Linked DNA regions of Anas platyrhynchos: region 1 is linked to region 2. Evidence: chromatin contacts called from public Hi-C data. All regions are on one chromosome and are shown on one strand. Each heading gives the region's core, a stretch centred on a gene start, on an enhancer-like site or on the middle of the called end of the contact. The rest is flanking DNA. Distances are from core to core; before and after follow the strand shown.

Region 1 (3,332 bases), core at 352-2,851, 93 kb after region 2:
GGCGAGCAGCGAGGTGCTGCCTGCAGATGGTGCCGGGGGCTGCCCAGATGGCGGTGCCGTGGGGGGGGGGACACACCCAGCTGCGTGCTGCCCTACAGACAGAGCTCCCAGCCGCCCTGGGGACTGGCAGCACCAAAATGCCCCAAAATCAGGGACTTGGGCACCACTGAACATCTGAGGAGGGGACATATAGGTGCGGGGGGGAGCAGCCCCAGCGGTGTTGGGGTGGCTGCAGCACATCCCAAGAGGTCCAGCCCCGCATCCTTGTGGTCCCCCAACCCCAAGCAGCCCCTCGTGGTGAATTCTCCCTCTCGGCACTGAGGGCCAGGACAGGTCGCAACCCCACACAGGACCCCAAAACCTCCCTGTGGCTGTCAGCAGGGGAACCGCTTCCCATGGGAGGTGGGGAAGGGGGAAAACAGGTGGAAAATGGGGGATCCAGGCAGGGTCCTGTGTGTGTTGTCACCCTGGCCAGGACCCCAAGAGTGAGCTGTGTCACTGCGGTGGGAGTCATGGGGTGATGGGGATGGGATGGGGTCAGAAGGGGGTCATAGGGTGGAGTGGGATGGGATGGGTTGGGTTGGGATGGGATAGATGGTTTGGGATGGGATGGGATGGGATGGGATGAATGGGATGGGATAGGGTGAGATGGGATGGGATGGGGTACATGGGATGGGATGGATGAGGTACATGGGATGGGATGGGATGGATGGGATGGGATAGGGTGAGATGGGATGAATGGGATGGGATAGGGCGAGATGGGATGGGATGGGGTGCATGGGATGGGATGGATGGGATGAATGGGATGGGAAAGGGTTAAGGTACATGGAATGGGACGGGTTGGGATTGGATGCAGCAGCATGGGATGGATGTGATGGGAAAGGACCATAGAAAGACCGATTGGATGGGATGGGATGGGATGGGATGGGGTCAGAAAGAACAGAAGGGGATCATAGGGTGGAGTGGGATGGGATGGGTTGGGTTGGGATGGATGGAATGGGGTGGGTTGGGTTGGGTTGGGATGGGATGGGATGGACGGAATAGGGTACGTGGGATGGGATAGGATGGGATGGGGTATGTGGGATGGGATGGGGTCAGAAGGGACAGAAGGGGATCATAGGGTGGAGTGGGATGGGATGGGTTGGGATGGGATGGGGTACGTGGGATGGGCTAGGGTGAGATGGGATGGGATGCGACGGGACGGGATGGGTTGGCGGTACAGGCCACCGGGGGTGCCCGGGTACCCTCAGTGCCACCACCCCTCGCCCTGCCCCGCACTGGGGGCTCGGTGCAGCCCCCCTGCTTCCAGGGCCGCGGCCCCTTTAAGGACCAGTTCCGCGCGCGGCCGCTGGGTGGGGCGCGCTCCCCGCCCTGCACCTCCCGCGCTGGGGTGGGCGTGGCCAGGAGGCGTGGCGGTGGGCGTGGCCTCGCTCCGTTCCCACCCCTTCCATTCATCTTTCCGCCGGGCCCCGCCCACTCCCCCCCTTCCAGCCAATGAGCGCCGCGCTCGGCGTCGCCAGGGCCGCCGGGTTGCTAGGGGCGGGCGCTGATTGGCGGCCGGGCCCCGCCCCTCGCGGCTGAGCGGCGGCGGCGGCGGCGGCGGCGCCAGAGCGCGATCGTGGCGCGGCGGCGAGAGGAGCCCCGCGTGGCGCCGAGCTCGGGACTGCCCGGCGGGGCCGCCCGCACCGCCCCCCGCCATGGCCGCCGCTGCTGCTGCCGCTGCCGCCCGCCCGGGGGCCCCCCCGCCGCCGCCGCCGCTGCTCCCCCTCCTGCTGCTGCTCCTGCTGCTCCCCGCCGGCCGCCGAGCCCTCGAGGGTGAGTACCGGGACCCCCCCCCAGGGTGCCCCCGGGCTCGTTCGGTTTCCCCGAGCCGCCTCCGCTCGGCTCCGGCTTCGAGGTCCCCGCCCGGAGCTCGCTGCCGCCGCCGCAGCCCCGCTCCCAGCCCCCCCCCTCCCCAAGCTCCGCCGCCCTCGGTAGGTTCCAGAGTGAACGCCCCGCCGAGCCCTGCCCGCTCGTTTCGCCTTCCCCCGGTTTCTCCCAGGGCTGGAAAATTCAGCCCTGCCGCCCGGGCGGGCCAAAAGAGCCGGGGCCGCCGGAGGAGTGGCCGTGAGCCGCCGTGTCCGGCTCCATCCCTTCCCCCGGTAGCCGGTTTAACCCCGCGGGCTCCGCCGTGGGGCTACCGGGGAGAGCGGCCACGCGTGGCGCATCCCTACCGGAGCCGGGGGAGGAAGGGGGAACCCCCCCTGCCCTGCCCAGAGCTCGGGATCAAGACGGTTCCTCGGCCCCCAGCCGCGGGTTGAGGTCCCGGTTGGCCCCCGGGGCCCTGCACGGCCCCGCTCCGGGGTCCCGGGGCGGAGGAGGGGGCCCCGGGGGGGGGTTTGGCTGGGCACGAAGTCTGCGCCGTGTCCGGTAACACAAGCTCCGGAGGTGGCGGGGTGGGGGCTGAGGGAGGCCCCGGGCCGGGAAGGGAAAGGAGAGGAGAAAAAAATAATAATTATTAAAAAAAATTCTCCGGGAAGGAGAATTCCGCGGTTCGGCGGCGAGCCCCGGAGCTGCCCGGCTGCCCCGGCGGTGGGGGGACCCCGCTTTTGTCTGCTCGGAGGCGGCTTCGGGCTGCGCCTCACCCGCTGCGATCTTTGGGTAGGGGTTTGGGGGGCTGCTGCGAGCAGGGGAGCCCTGCCCCGCTGCCATTTCGGGGCAGCGAGCCCCCCAGGGCTGGGCTCCCTACAAACTTTGGGGGTGGCTCTTTACGGGTGTTGCTTTTCCTTCCACCCCCCCACCCCCCCTCCCTCTCTACCCAGTGGATTTGATTTTTATTTTTTTTTTCTCTCTTTATTTTGGCAAAGGGGTGGGAAAAAAAAAAGGAAAAAAAAAAAAAACATCCTCCTTTGTACGCCGTAGGAAAAATGAGCTGGGATTCGTGGCCTGCTCGCTCCGGGAGCGCAGGGGAGGGAGAAGCCAGCCTGGCACGGACGCTGCCAACGCCAGCTCGGGCACCGCCGTGCCGGGAGGCAGCAGGACGGGAGGATGAGGAGGATGAAGGTGTGGGCGAGGAGGGCGCCCCGGCGTGCCCCCGGCCCCTGGGCAGCCCCTCGCCCACCCGCTCGCCGCCCCCGCTTTGGGAAGGGGGCAGGAAGGCGGCGGTGGCGGCGTGGCAGGGCACCGCGAGCATCGGCCAGGGCTGTCCCGCTGCTCCCTGGGGAGGCTGGGGCCCGGCCTCTCCCCCGCCGCCCGGGCGTGAACTGGCGCGAAGAGCCGGATGGAGAGAAAACAAACAGCTCGTGCCGAGGAGCCGCCGGGTTTTCTTGGCTTCCCGAGCGTGCGAAGGGGTC
Region 2 (3,186 bases), core at 17-2,516:
AGCTTGAGGCAATTCCTATGTGTAGAGGCCAAAACAATAAAAGCATTAAAAACTTCAACAGTCTGCACCATGGGCTCAGGAGACAGATGCTTGGCTGCTGCTCTTCTGCTGTCCCTCAACACACAGAAATCACTAATGCCAGCATGAAGGAGACTGTCAGACTCGGCTGAGCCTTCAAGGAAGGAGCCACTCGTCTGCTGGCCACTGGCACAGCTCGGGCACAGCAACCCCTCACCAGGAGTCCCTGCCCTGTGCTGGTAGGCTCAACCAGAGACAACCTCCAACTCCACGGTGCCCATAATTCCCAGTTAAAAGACCACAGGTGATGGGAAAAAGGTGCTGGGCTGGGGGGAAGGTGCTGAACCCATGAGATGGAGCGAGACTGCGTGGAGCTCAGAAATGATTTGGGAATTCAGCAGCAGCCATGCCCCCGGAGGGGTTGTCACAGGGCTGGCAAGGTAGGCTGTTGCTTTGTCTAGATCCCACGTTGGTGTTTCATGGTATGAGAAGTTCAGGTTAGAGCTGGACAGCCAGATGTCCGTCCACCTTTGCATCAGGCAAAATGTCTTGTTGGGACACCAGGAAGGTGGCGATGGAGCAGCTGACCCCTGTTGTACATCGCTGGTTGTATGTGGCATTGAGGGGAGAACAGGTACCAGGTGCACCACCTACATGGGGAAATTTGGCACTTCCTTAGCAGGAGGTAGCCTTTTGCCGCGTGCATTTTGGCATGGCAGAGGCATGCGGATGCACGTGGTCCCTTGGCACGCACAAAGCAGCGTTTTGCCCAATGTGTGCCGCTGGGAGCACATCTCCCCGTGCCATCGCTCTGCTCCGAGCCCAGCCCTCAGAGGCCTTTCTCTGTGCCAGCACTCCTGGGTGCGTTTTCTCCGCTCAGATGATCAAAAGTCAGCACTCAGAGGCTGGCAGAGCAAAACACCTTCCTTGGGATGGCATTTGCATTTGAAAGGCAGGATGCCTGTTTCAGGGACCTTGCTTATTTCACAACCTCCTTCTCTCAAGTCTGCTGGCTGCCTCCTCTCAGTGCTTAACTTGGGGCTCTGTGCTCTGCTCCCAGCAACCTGCGTCTGGCTTGAAGCCAGCCCTAATTGTCCTCTCTTGGGGTGATCTGGGGAGCCACTGAACTCTGGCACAAATTACCGTGCTCAGAGGCCGACTGTAATTTCTGTCCCACTGCCCCCAGTTCCTGGGAACTCTCCTGGCAGTCAGCAAACGCTATGAGTCACGCTCGAGGAAGCCAGCTCCACTTCAGCCTAGCATGATATTTTGGTTAGTAAGGGGCTGGCACGAGAGCTGAGAGGTTCCTGCGTCTGTGCCAGGCTGCATGCTTTGTTTCCCCTCTGTACCAGGCTCTCGCTTGCTGCCATAGCCTCGGGGGGACTTTAGGGTGCTGGGGGGCACACTCACACCCTAGTTGTGATGCTCAGCCCCCGCAGGACAGCGGGGTGCTCACAGCCCTGCTCTCTGTGCAGTGCTGGACCCGCAGCCGGTCCTTTACAGCCCAGCCCCGTCTGGCCCTCGTTCCAGCGCACATGAATTTTACGGCTGAAAGTTTTGCTTTATTTGCTTAGAAACCTGGGCAGCTTTGCGGGAGTGTGACTTAGGTACCCAGACGTGTGGGCGAGATGGGAAATTGCATACGCTCACACCTACATACGTGTGTGCAAGCTGGTACGTGCTTGGAAATGCAGCCTTCTATCGGCTGCGCCTACTTCTGGAGATGCCTGGTTAATTTATCAACCGAGGAGCTCCATCTCGCTACAAGTCTCATTTCCATATTCTTTCCAGATGGTCAAGATGCCACAGAGACAGTTTCTAAGCAAATAACTCGCTTCTCCACGCAGCCGACCATCAGCCTCGCCGCTTGCTGCCCCAGATGGCTGGAGAGCCGGCGACGGTGCCTGGGCGGTGAAAGCGAGCGCGTCGCCGCGTCGGTACCAGGAGCGGGGTGGCACGGCGCGGTGGGACGAGACCTCTGCCTCGCCTCTCCTGCCTCAGGGTGAGCAGCAGATGCCGCCGGGACCTGGAATTGTCCTGGGGGCCATCCGTGGGTCCCTCGGAGGGAGGCCGGGCGCGAGGCCGGGCGAGGCGGCGGCGTTGGGGCGAGGCTGAGCGAGCCGCGGCAGGTCGGGGAGGCTCGGCTCCCCGCGGAGCTCCTCCGCTGCCTCCCGATCGCGAGTTATCAAAACCGAGAGGTTAAAAGCGTTTAATTATGCTGATGCTTTCCCCCCTTGGATTAAACAAGAGGATAAATAGACTACAGCGTGTTTCCTTGGATTCGATTCCGATTCTTAAGCAGGCGAGGGGAGGCAGGAGGCTAAGGATCCTTGGCAGCTGTCACGTTTCGCTTTTGATGGTGTCAGTTCTGTCTGTTCGGAGGTGTTTCTCTTGCCACTGTCAGCATTTTCCGGGGGAGGATGAATTCATTGATACAGTCTGTTTGCTGTCCACATATTCACAGTTCATGTGTTACATTTTACATAAAGTAAACTTAGCAAGGGGAAAACTAATTCTGCAATTCTTCAAAGCTAATGTAGAGTAAATATATTCTGACACTGACAGGTATTTCTTATTAAATAGCTCTGAACTGCAGTACTAGGTTTTGCTTAAGTGGCATTATTCTCCCTGAGCAAAGACAGTTCATTTATTAGTCATTCCAAAAACCAAATAACAAATATTATTCTCTAAGCAAACTAAACAAACCATTTAAAAGGGGCCTGTCTGAAATGATTAAAGTACAGTGTCTGAAAAGCAGCTGACATTTTAGTGCCAAAATACCATATGGAGACTCAACTGCTTTATTAACATGCTTTGACCCAAGCTGCAAAATCTCCCAACACCTTTGAGCGGGGAGGAGCAGCCTTCCTGTGTGCACGGGAGAAGCAGAGGCGAAGCTTTCTGCCAGTTCTTAAGATGTCATTTTGGCACGGCGGAGAGCGAGGTGCAATAATTGAGGGGCTGGATGCAAACAGATTTTTCGATTTCTGCCAGAGATACGCCGTAAAATAATTCAGCGAAGCTGAAAGCTTGGGCTTTCCATTTATGCCATAAAAAATAAATATACCGTGTTTGCCTTGCCTTCTTACAGCTCTCTCTTTCTCTTAACTAAATATTTCCTTTCTTCTGAGCATCAGACATTACTTCTAGCTTTCAGGCATGCAAAAT

The links. A called contact is a pair of places that touch in the nucleus more often than the background predicts.
Region 1: a Hi-C map of skeletal muscle shows a contact between it and region 2, with 2.3 times the contacts expected there. The contact joins the promoter of EPHB3 here to the enhancer-like site in region 2. A contact is called at or near these places in 2 of 8 Hi-C or Micro-C datasets (skeletal muscle and subcutaneous adipose tissue).

The regions. Positions count from the first base shown.
Region 1 is chr9:9,180,210-9,183,541 of IASCAAS_PekinDuck_T2T, forward strand. It overlaps EPHB3 (EPH receptor B3), which reads left to right and starts at 1,602. Exons shown (of 15, transcript XM_072042297.1): 1 at 1,602-1,815. The coding sequence starts at 1,698.
Region 2 is chr9:9,087,510-9,090,695 of IASCAAS_PekinDuck_T2T, forward strand. All of the region lies in intron 9 of SENP5 (SUMO specific peptidase 5), which reads left to right. Among named protein-coding and RNA genes, the nearest start is that of SENP5, 38 kb to the left of the region's middle. Within about 2 kb of position 1,267, at least 3 of the 8 cell types and tissues checked have an H3K27ac peak or open chromatin away from gene starts, as enhancers often do. A contact at or near this core is called in subcutaneous adipose tissue, where this site is marked.